Regions from separate parts of the Mus musculus genome. Here region 2 is linked to region 1. A link is a contact called in public Hi-C data. All regions are on one chromosome and are shown on one strand. Each heading gives the region's core, a stretch centred on a gene start, on an enhancer-like site or on the middle of the called end of the contact. The rest is flanking DNA. Distances are from core to core; before and after follow the strand shown.

Region 1 (5,744 bases), core at 1,237-3,736:
TGTGTGTCTGTATGTCTGTGTGTGAGCATGCATGTGTGTCTGTATGTGTGTGTTTGTATGTGTACATATGTGTGTCTATGTATATGTGTGTTGCATGTATGTGTATGTACATATGTGTGTGCATGTGTCTATATGTGCGTGTATATGTCTATGTGTGCTTGTGTGTCTGTCTATGTGTAAGTGTGCGTGTATGTGTGTATGTGTGTGTATGTCTGTGTGCATGTGTGTGTACATGTGTGTGTATGTGTGTCTGTATGTGTGTGTGTGTGTGGTATGTGCGTTTACATGTGCTTGCACATTTGAATATGTCTGCTGTCCAGAGAGCTCTAAGGAATCCTCCTGCCTCTATTTCCCTGGTACTGGAATTACAAGGAAATAGTACACCCAGCCTTTAGGTGGGTGCTGGGGAGTGAACTCAGGACCTCGTTCTTGCATGCCCATCATTAATACTTTGTCCATTAAAATGTGTTGCTCAAACAACTGAAAGAAGTAACCCTTTGAAATTTTGCATATTCAACTTCATCTGTAAGCTCAGGACACAACCCATGCGGTTTGATTCCATGCGACCATTCAGAAGACTTTTGGAAAATCTCACAGTCAATGACAAGTTAATTACTTAGTGCTGTCGTTTCTGTCTCCCAAATGGCAAAGCAATGACTGCACTGGATCTTATACCGTGCCTGTGTGTGGCCACATTTCAAAAGTCATCAAAATGGCTAAAGTTATTATTTTCCTTGTGGTGGAAGGAAATATGAAGAGCACGGAACATTTCAAAAGCAGCAGGAAGTTTTCCCCACAGCAGAGCTGAGAGCAGGAAGGAGCAGCTCACCCACCGCAGCTAGCCCCGCCCACCGCAGCTAGCCCTGCCCCATCACAGCTAGCCCTGCCCATCGCAGCTAGCCCCGCCCATCGCAGCTAGCCCTGGGCTTGCACTGCCTTCATTGGAAGAAGCATTAAGGGGTTCTTCAAGGATATGGAGGGGTACATCTTCCTGTTAATGCAGCAGGTCTCAAACTGTGGGTTGCGGCCCCTTTAGCAAACCTCTGCCTCCAAAAATAGTTACATTTCAGTAGCAAAATTACAGTTATGAAACAGCAAAAGAAAAAATTTTATGGTTGGGGGTCACCACAACATGAGGAGCTGTCTTAAAGGGTCACAGAGATAGAAAGGATGAGGACCACGGTGTTAGTGAATGTCGCCCCTAAACCTCACCAGCCTGCACCCGACTCCCAGCTTCAGTGGCTCCTCCCACTCTCTCGAAGCATAAACCCTTGGGCTTCTAATTTGTGTGGGCCCCACTCCATAAAAACTGAGGACTGAGGCGTCATGTTAGAGACAATGTGGTCAACAGGCACTGCTTTAGTTTTGTATGAACCAACAGTACCTAGGCACCATAGGCTAGAAATGGAGTTGGTTTCTGCTTGGTTCTGTCTTCAAATCATTTCAACATCTACTGCCTCAGAGGCCCTTGAGTAGCAGCTCACCACACACACACACACACACACACACACACACACACACACACACATGAGAGAGAGAGAGAGAGAGAGAGAGAGAGAGAGAGAGAGACAGCTACTGATTATATACAAATGGCCTGTAGTTCCTCCTTTAACAAATAATCAGTGACATCCTAATTCCTCCAAAGAAGGCCTGGTGTAAGACAATCACTCTCAAGATACAAGTCCCACCACGTTTCCTGACACAGATCTTCCTTCACCAAGGTACCCAGAACCCGACACCAGCATCTTTTGTGCCCACATGGCCTAGGCAGGTGCCCAGCATCCCCGTGCCCCATCTCCTGTTTTCCTTACCCCACTCTCTACCCACAGGATTGTTTTTTTGTTTTGTTTTGTTTTGTTTTGTGTTTTGTTGTTGTTGTTGTTGTTGTTGTTGTTGTTGTTTTTCCTTCAGATCTGCAGGTACTGTGCCAAACAGGATACACTCACAAGCTCAAGGAGCACTTGACAATGCGAGCAGATTAGACGCAAGTTAGAATTCATTTATGTTCAATGAGTCATGAGAGCTGTGTGTCAGAGCTGTGTGCATGGGCTTGTAAATCTATATGGAGTCAGATGACATCATTTCCTCGGCACTGCAGAGAGCTTAGGGTGTTCTGTCTGTTATTTTGTCTCAATCTGGAAGCCTCTGTTGATGTTTCCAAACAAGATACTTCATGGACATCACCCGCTCCACACAACAAAACCATCATCAACGTATAGGCGGGAGGACACAGCTGACCGCAGACTGGGTGCCTGTCCCTGATTTCCTGTTTTCTCGCTTATTTCTAGAAGCAACTTTGCCACCAAAAGGGACACAACAAGACTCTTCCTCCCGTTCCCCCATAATCAAGAACTGTGGACATCAAGTGACATTCAACTAAGGACATTTACCAATGACCAATGTTTGTTGTCAAGCCACCAGCTACTGGGCACTGTGCAAGCAGCTAGGTCAAAAGTTCCTGACCTCTGGCTGGCTGTTTGTTCTGTTAAAAGGTCACATGAATCAAGAGTTCCATTTTGTCTTCGGCTATAAACAGCGTATAATTAGTCAGTAGCACAGTGGATTGCCAAACTGTTAGCCCAGTATCACAGGTTAGAGACTTGAACTAACAGTACCAAGATCTATTAGTTAGATACTAACTAAATATGGGCATCAAGAAAAGAAAGCAATAATGATGGCCTTGTGTGCAGCTATTTTATCTATTAAACAACAAAGAAACAAAGCCTCAGATGTATCGCTTTGGGAAGAATTCTCCCTGTATTTCCCCAGCGCTCTGAACAGCACTAAAGGGAGTGAAGTTGACTCCTGAACATCCTTTATTCTAGGAAGTTTTCCCAAACATCACCGGGAGCTCCCCTGATAAGTGTCGAAGCACTTAACTCAGGGAGCCTCTAAATCTCCCACCGACAATCCTATGTCAACTTACTTCATTCTGCCTTATAGACACCTTCTCTACCTTCTTCATGATGTGACCTCCAGAAACTGTGCTCATCAGCCACGATAGTTATGACACATGTTTCTGGTACCTGGGCTGGCTAGATTTATGTCAACTGGACACAGGCTAGAGTCATCTGACAGGAGGGAACCTTAACTGAGTAATATATCCATAAGATCAGGCTGTAGCCAAGCTTGTGGCCCAGCCTATTGACTGGAGGTGATGCCACCCCTGGTCCTGGATGCTACAAGAAATTGGGATGAACCAATGATGGTCAAGCCAGTAAGCAACATTCTTCCATTGTCTTTGCTTCAGTTCCTACTCCAGGATCCTGCTTGAGTCCCTAAGCTGACTTTTCTCAGTGATGGATTGTGACCTGAGAGTCATGAGCTGAAATAAACTCCTTTCTTGTCAAGTTCCTCTTGGTCAGTGTCTTACCTCAGTAACATAAAAGTATTAACACAGCCTCACTTTCACACTGTTGAAAGGACCTCTGGGTAGAGCTTAGAAGTTGGAACTATCCCATAATATTCTTGTATAAAACCAATCTGATATTTCCCAAACTCTCACACACATCATTGTCAATTGGACTAGAGTTAATATCTTCATTGGGTAACAGGGCAAAACACTACAGAGGTTCCTCCATCTTCAATTCTTACTGAGGCCATTTCTGGTTCACGTAGAACTCAATCTCTTTGATGGAGAATCCCACGGAAAACCATCCAACTCTGTTCTAGGCATCCAATGTTAGGCTGTCCTAGATAACTTAGTTTCGCTTCTGTTAAATTCTTGTCTATGTGGAACTGGCTCCAGCTTCTGTTAAAACTGCTTGCTTCAAGCTGAAGTTGTCCTGCAGTTGCTCACCAAGATGCCCAGATGTGGTTTCTGCCTTTAAAGACCCTGCATTCTGGACATTTGGGGCCATATCTAGGTCCCCAAAAACTTGAGTGTGGTCCTAGCTAGCTGGAATAAGGGCTATCAGTTGCCCTCTCCCTCTCCCTCTCCCCCTCCCCCTCCTCCCCCTCCCCCTCCCCCTCCCTCTCCCTCTCTCTCTCTCTCCTGTGTGTGTGGAGTGTGGTATGGTGTGGTGTACCAGAAAGGCTGCAGTTGAAGGGAAGACCCACTTCCTCAGGATGCACATTTCTATCTATGGTCTCTAACTAAAAAGGGAGGGGGTTGGAAGAGTAGAGGTTTTCATCTCTCTCTCGGCTTCCTGTCTATTCCTGTGACTAACTGCCTCACACTCCTGCCTCAGTGGTTTGCCTCCATGATAGCTACTCTCTCAAACTACAAATCCTTATAACACTGCATTTTACCTGGTCTCATATCAGGTATTTGGTCACAGGAATAGAAAGAGTAAACAATACTCAGCCCCAGAACATCCCCTGACCAATCTCACTCTCGAAATGGGACTAATATTTATATCCTGTCCAGACCTGCACAAATACAAGGACCTGAGTTCAATTTCCAACCACTCACAGAAGCTGAACATGGCTGTATGTGTCTGTGCATACATGGGAGTCACAGACAGTTGCATCTTGAAAGCTTGCTGGCCAGGCTAGCCAAGCCAGGAAAATGGCAAGCCTTGGGTTCAGTAAGAGACCATCTCAAGGCAAAGAAGCAGAAAGTCATGAAAGAAGGCACTGGGTATGCTGTTCTAATAGCCACATGGGGATGCATGGGTTCCATAACCTCCTATGCGCACACCACGGTGTCCAGCACACAAAGCATTGGATCTGAGATTGACTCCACACGCATGTACATTCACACAAACATGTGCACGCACAGCCATGCACAACATGCTGGCCTATGCTTCAAATGGGGTTTCAACGCAGTAGCAGCCAGACCAAGTCCGTCTGGAAGACAGATGTGGCTTGCATGTGGTTCTCTACAACTCAGGCAAGACTACAGCCGACTCAGCTACTCAAAGTGCAGTAGTCATAGGCAAGGCAAACCTAAAGTATTCAGAAAAAGACAGGAACACACACAGGTTCTAGGGAACTTCCTGCCTATGGATGAGAAATTCCCCTTCTTCTCCCAGAGTTCATTAGAAGACAGCTTGATAAGAGCACACCCAGGATTCTACATGACAAAGAAAAGTTCCAAAGGGATTCTAAAGAGCTCCTGTGATTTCTACTGAGAAAACAGGCAGACTCCCCTGTCACTCCCTGCGGCTCCCTGGCCCTGTGCTGCAGGCTTCTTATGCTTTCTAAACCAAACTAGACTCATTTTACCAATCCTTCGCGTTCTGCCTTGATGGATTAAGGTATGATGAGTCTCTTTCCGTCTTATAATACCTGCGTGTTATTAAACTGCAACGGTGGGTGATTCAGAGTTTAATCAGGTCCTTACTGTCGAATGGTGTCTGTCATTTTTGCACACCTTTGAATGATGGTGGTGCACACACCCATCTATCATCCTGGCCCTTTGGTGGTTGAGGCAGAAGGATCCTAAGTTCCACTGACAACAAAAAATTTTTGAATTGGAATTGTTTATAGTTGTGGCAGTGGCTATCAACCAAGTCTATTCTCTCTTTGATATGGATAATAAAGACCAGATGATTTTACAGAAATCTCCAGACACCCTTTTAGGTAATTTTTAGATATCTTTTACATAATTTTACTAACCCAGTCCACATAGTATCTTTCCTACTACCCCATGACCTTGAACACTGATCCAGTCATTTCCCTAAGAGACACCCGTAGATGTGGTTGGGTAGTGAGGAAGTGTTCTAGAAAAGTCTCTTCACAGAGAAGACTGCATTGCTGCCACAACTTCCTCATCAGGCTCTCCTGGGTCACATTGGTAA
Region 2 (5,744 bases), core at 1,430-3,929, 130 kb after region 1:
TCCAAGGTTCTTCTTTACCTATGTTCCCCAGCTCTTTCTTCTCCCAGGACCCAGCTGTGCCTGCAGAGAAGTTTTGCTCAAATGAGAGAACTTCACTTCACTATCTGCACCACAAATATTAGTTTCCTCCCAGAAAAGAGGCAGAGTTGTTCCCTCACCTACAAATAAAAGGCAATTTTCTCTGCGAGGGAAAACAAAACAAAAACAAAACAAACAAAACACCGGGAAAACAAGGCAAGGCAAAGGTGTCTGGCTTGTTCAGCTGCTGTAAGGTAAACAACAGCATTCAATAGCAGGTGTTGAATACCTAATAGCCCAAGGACGGCAAGAGTGCCATAAGCACGCAGAATACACACACGCACACACACTCACACACATGCACACACAAGCACACTAAGGACCAGGACCACCACGCAGTAGGTACTCAGCAGAGGCTTACTGACTTCAGGAAGGGTGAGTGCTGAAAAGACTGTAATGTCTCAGGAAGGGTGAGTGTGGGTGAAAAGACTGTAATGGCTCAGAAGCATGCATCACACAAAAGAGGCAAAGAGTTAGGAATGTGTTGTTTATAAACTTTTTATTTAAAAAATAAAATTATAAACAAAATACAGAAAAATATTGACACCTGTGTAGCATTAAAATGACTTTTCATCTTTAGGGTAATTTGCTGTTTTGAGAGAATAAAATCCTATGTTTTATAAGGACATTTTATTGGGCAAAGGAGGAATTTGCTATCTCATTAGTAGTGGGTACTTGGCATAGGTAAGACTTAATACATACATTCAACACTTCACAGCATATTCAAGTCTCCTTTCCACCTTCTATACCAACAGTGTACCTCACCAATCCCTAAGATTATTGAGTGCAATATATCATTAGAAAACAATCCTGTTCTTCCTAGGTCAACTGTATTTTCACTACTTAAATACATTCCACAGCAGTCTCTCCCCTGTTGGAGCCAAGCCTCTTCTAGACAATTAAATATGAAGCAACGGCCAGTCGTGAGGTGCCCCCTCCCTCCTCCATGAGGACAGCCAGTCCTGAGGCATCCTCCGCTCCTGGGTGCGGACACCTCTGAGAAGTTCCTGAGAGCACTCAGGCAATTCTACAGACCCACACCGTAAACCTTCCTTTAAAAGATGGTCTAACACACTACCCATCCAGCTAACAAACACATCACCCATCCAGCTAACAAAGTCCTCACTTCAAGCAGAAGACACTGAGAAAGCTGCAGTCATTCTCTGAAAATACACACAAGTTTCCTCCATTTACAAATCAGCTATGGACTCATTAGCAATTGGATTCCTGCTTGGTTTTCAAAGCCACAGGAGCTTCCTACCCTAGACTCTTGATAAGCTTTCCATTTCATTTTTAATTATACTTTTATTAAAAATCAACACAAATTACAAATAACTCCCATAACTGAAGGTACCAGAATCCATGGGGCCTGTCTGTGTAGACTGGACAAACAAAATGTCAAGATCAGAAATTCTCAACTCTCCCAGATGTGCACACAAGCTATCCAGCCGCATCCCTGCTCCTCAGTACCCCACCCCACGCCGGGCCTCTGGGCTGAGAAGAGGGTGACACACAATGGAGACACATGAATTTCACTCGGTTGAGCCAGTTGAGCCGCTGTCTTCAAGTTGTAACTTCTCCGGTACATGAGGGCTGGCAGTTGGCAGCAGGCTGCTGAGATGACATGACCTCTAAGTCGGAGTCACGAACAAACACCACCGCGTCCCCACTGACATTTATGAGACACTGTGCCTGTGGAAACAGCAGACAGAAGCTCAGACGCATGCAGGCGAGGGGACCACATGCCTGCTGTACACGGCTCTGGGAGAAAAGCGAATCCGGCAGAGCCAGTCAGGCACAGGATTAAAAACGATCTAGCAAGAGTGGAGAAAAGAAATCCAGAAAGCCCAGTGATCCATGACAAGATAGTTAAGCCTGCTCTTAATCAGAGACCTATAAGGTGACAATAAGAGGCCATGCCTTATGATTGGAAGGTGGTGAAAGCTGGATGTTGCTAAAGCAACAAATCCCATGTTCTGGAGAAGGGTGATCTGTCAGTGTCTTTCAGAGCAGAGTCTGCCCTTCCCCTAGAGAATAGTGGACAGGACTTTTTACTGCATCATCTTTATAAAAGGAAAATACCCAAAACAATAGAAATACGTTCTAGAAGAAAGGGAAAATATAGATTAGCTATGCTCGAAATACTAAACAGAAGTGAACATTATATAAAATCCTGGCAGTATGGCTGTGCCAGGCAGGCTCCATGCTGGAGACAGAAGTGTGGTGTGGAGAAGCAGGAGCACAGGGCTTCCCTGACACAAAGCAAGGCAGAGCTGAGTCATCTCAGGAAACGCGCACTTTCCACAGCGTAAGGCCCTGAGACACTGCACCCTTAGAGGACAGGGCCTCCCATCTCCGTAACTCTGTCAGTTTCCCCGTAATATTTTGGTAGAATTAAATAAGTGGTCTGTCCTGTGGTATGTTCTCCACCATCGGGGCAGGTCAAACTAGACATCTCACCCTCAGTTCTCCTCAGAGAGGAGACACAGTTGTATCCATATTTCAAAAGTTCACCAAGAACTGGCAGATCAATAGCTCAGAGCAGAAAGTCCAGAAATGCTTAACTAGGGGTGACAACGGGTCATGTGAGGTGTAACAGCACCTGAGTGGTGACAACCGCGTGGTTATTGAAGCAGTCAGTAAGCATGCTGGAAGCATCCTCACTCAAAGCCCTAACAAGCCGCTTCTGTGGAAAGGAACGGAGCTGGGTGGCCAGAGGCACCCTCAGGTCCTCACGGTGGCGGGCTGTTGACTCACCTGGTTCTTACTGGGGTTCTCCATGAAGACACACTGCTTCATGATGTAGGACACAACAGCATTCCCGCCCAGCGCTGCCACGTGAGCTCGGACCATGGCAAACACTTCAGCAATGAAAGCGTGGAGAAAACCACTGACTCCGCCTTCCTGCAGACAACGTCACACACAGGGCAGGACACACAGAAATGTCAGAGGACACAGTGCACATTCCAGGTTACCTTAATGTAAAGACAACCATTTACATTGTCTTCAGAGTGAAGGTTTGTCTTTTTCATTAACAAGCACACTTTTACTAAACACATCTGAGTAAGGACTTTGAAGGACTTTCCTTAGAGCTCAGGGCATTGTGATTTGCCTGTGACTATCCCTTATCACACAACTGTGCGTTTTATGAACACAGACCTCATGCTGCTGGCAAGTGCACTGTACGAATCTGCACACTGCTACTGCTTCAGCACCGTCACCATCATCCTGATTTTGCTCAGGGCCAAATGTGAACCTCAGGACTCAGCTGAGCTGGGCCTACACGTGTGTGCTCCCATGCACACGTGTGTGCTCCCATGCACACATGTGTGCTCCCATGCACACGTGTGTGCTCCCATGCACACGTCTCACTGGTGGTACTTGCTGCACCGTCTTCCACATTCTGTGCTAATAAGAATTCAGCATTGCAGAGAGAAGCAGCGCATACATTGCTAAGAAGCAGAGGCTACTGTGGGGTAAGGACTTGTATTCACAAACGAACAAAACAGAAATGACAAGCCAGTCAATAGTGTAAAGGCTTTTCAGTTTAACTTTCCTATCAACTCTACTAGAGGTTCAGGATGATCAAAATAGGAACTTCTGAATTAAATTGAAGTAAGAGAACTTGAAGCCTACTGTTAGAAGCAAAGTTATTTTCTTAAGTACATCTTTAAAAAAACAAGTTAGAGAAAGTACCCAAGGATCTAAAGGGATCTGCAACCCTATATGTGGAACAACATTATGAACTAACCAGTACCCCGGAGCTCTTGACTCTAGCTGCATATGTATCAAAAGATGGCCTTGTCAGCCATCACTGAAAAGAGAGGCCCATTGGACTTGCAGACTTTATATGCCCCAGTACAGGGAAACGCCAGGGCCAAAAAGGGGGAGTGGGTGTGTCTTAGTCAGGGTTTCTATTCCTGCACAAACATCATGACCAAGAAGCAAGTTGGGGAGGAAAGGGTTTATTCGGCTTACACTTCCACACTGCTGTTCATCACCAAGGAAGTCAGGACTGGAACTTAAGCAGGTCAGAAAGCAGGAGCTGATGCAGAGGCCATGGAGGGATGTTCTTTACTGGCTTGCCTCCCCTGGCTTGCTCAGCCTGCTCTCTTATAGAACCCAAGACTACCAGCCCAGAGATGGTCCCACCCACAAGGGGCCTTTCCCCCTTGATCACTAATTGAGAAAATGCCTTACAGTTGGATCTCATGGAGGCATTTCCTCAACTGAAGCTCCTTTCTCTGTGATAACCCCAGCTGTGTCAAGTTGACACAAAACTAGCCAGTACAATTGACCCCTTGTCAACTTGACACACAAACACATCACTAGCAAGCCTCAACCCTTACATTCTTATTCATCCCCAAGATCTATATAACTTTAAAAGTCCCACAGTCTTTACATATTCTTAAATTTTCAATCTCTTTAAAATATCCATCTCTTTTAAAATCCAGTCTTTTTACAATTAAAAGTCTCTTAACTGTGGGCTCCACTAAAACAGTTTCTTCCTTCAAGAGGGAAAATATCAGGGCACAGTCACAATCAAAAGCAAAAATCAATCTCCAACCGTCCAATGTCTGGGATCCAACTCACGATCTTCTGGGCTCCTCCAAGGGCTTGGGTCACTTCTCCAGCCATGCCCTTTGTAGCACATGCATCATCCTCTAGGCTCCAGATGCCTGTACTCCACTGCTGCTGCTGCTCTTGGTGGTCATCTCATGGTACTGGCATCTCCAAAACACGGCATGACCCCTTCAGTCCTGGGTCGTCAATTGCAACTGAGGCTGCACCTTCACCAATGGCCTTCCATGGCCTCTCACAGTGCTAAGCCTCAGCTGCTCTGCGTGACCCCTTCATGCCTTCAAAACCAGTACCTCCTGGGTGAACCTTACACATTACCAAGTCCCGCTGCAGCAGGAGTACAACCTTGACTATCTCTGGAACACAGCCTCTTTGTGCTTTCAGAAAACACTTCCCAGAAGATGTCACCTCAATGATGCTGGTCTCTTCTTAATCACCACTAATTTCTTAGCTCCAGCTAACCAGCATCAATAGTCCCAGTAATGCAAAGTTTTTGCTTTAGTAGTTCTGGTATCTTGTTAATCACAGCTGATTCTTCAGCCCCAGCTAACCAGAACTACAGAAACTTCACAATCAAAACAGCAATGGCCCTGAAAAGAGTCTTTAATTTTCCCTCTGAAATTTCACAAGCCAGGCCTCCATCTTCTGCACTGTTCTCAACATTATCTTCCAAGCTCCTACAAAACATCCGACAGAGCTCTTAACAACGGATGGATCTTCAAGCCCAAAGTTCCAAAGTCCTTCCACAGACCTCCCCAAAACATGGTCAGGTTGTCACAGGAATACCCCACTCTGCTGGTACCAATGTGTCTTAGTCAGGGTTTCTATTCCTGCACAAACATCATGACCAAGAAGCAAGTTGGGGAGGAAAGGGTTTATTCGGCTTACACTTCCATACTGCTGTTCATCACCAAGGAAGTCAGGACTGGAACTCAAGCAGGTCAGAAAGCAGGAGCTGATGCAGAGGCCATGGAGGGATGTTCTTTACTGGCTTGCCTCCCCTGGCTTGATCAGCCTGCTCTCTTATAGAACCCAAGACTACCAGCCCAGAGATGGTCCCACCCACAAGGGGCCTTTCCCCCTTG

The links. Hi-C and Micro-C count contacts between places; a contact is called where the count stands out from the background.
Region 2: a Hi-C map of liver shows a contact between it and region 1, with 2.8 times the contacts expected there. The contact joins two enhancer-like sites. A contact is called at or near these places in 1 of 484 Hi-C or Micro-C datasets (liver), 1 of 115 datasets of contacts at active chromatin or transcription factors (embryonic stem cells) and 3 of 9 other capture datasets (adipose tissue, liver and pancreatic islet).

Annotation. Positions count from the first base shown.
Region 1 is chr6:142,883,500-142,889,243 of GRCm38.p6, forward strand. The region is part of intron 2 of St8sia1 (ST8 alpha-N-acetyl-neuraminide alpha-2,8-sialyltransferase 1); the gene reads right to left. Among named protein-coding and RNA genes, the nearest start is that of Gm7457, 72 kb to the left of the region's middle. Within about 2 kb of position 2,487, at least 54 of the 459 cell types and tissues checked have an H3K27ac peak or open chromatin away from gene starts, as enhancers often do. A contact at or near this core is called in liver, where this site is marked.
Region 2 is chr6:143,010,367-143,016,110 of GRCm38.p6, forward strand. It overlaps C2cd5 (C2 calcium-dependent domain containing 5), which reads right to left. Exons shown (of 29, transcript NM_001362113.1): 28 at 2,836-2,982; 29 at 554-1,770. The coding sequence ends at 1,642. Among named protein-coding and RNA genes, the nearest start is that of St8sia1, 49 kb to the left of the region's middle. Within about 2 kb of position 2,680, at least 5 of the 459 cell types and tissues checked have an H3K27ac peak or open chromatin away from gene starts, as enhancers often do. A contact at or near this core is called in liver, where this site is marked.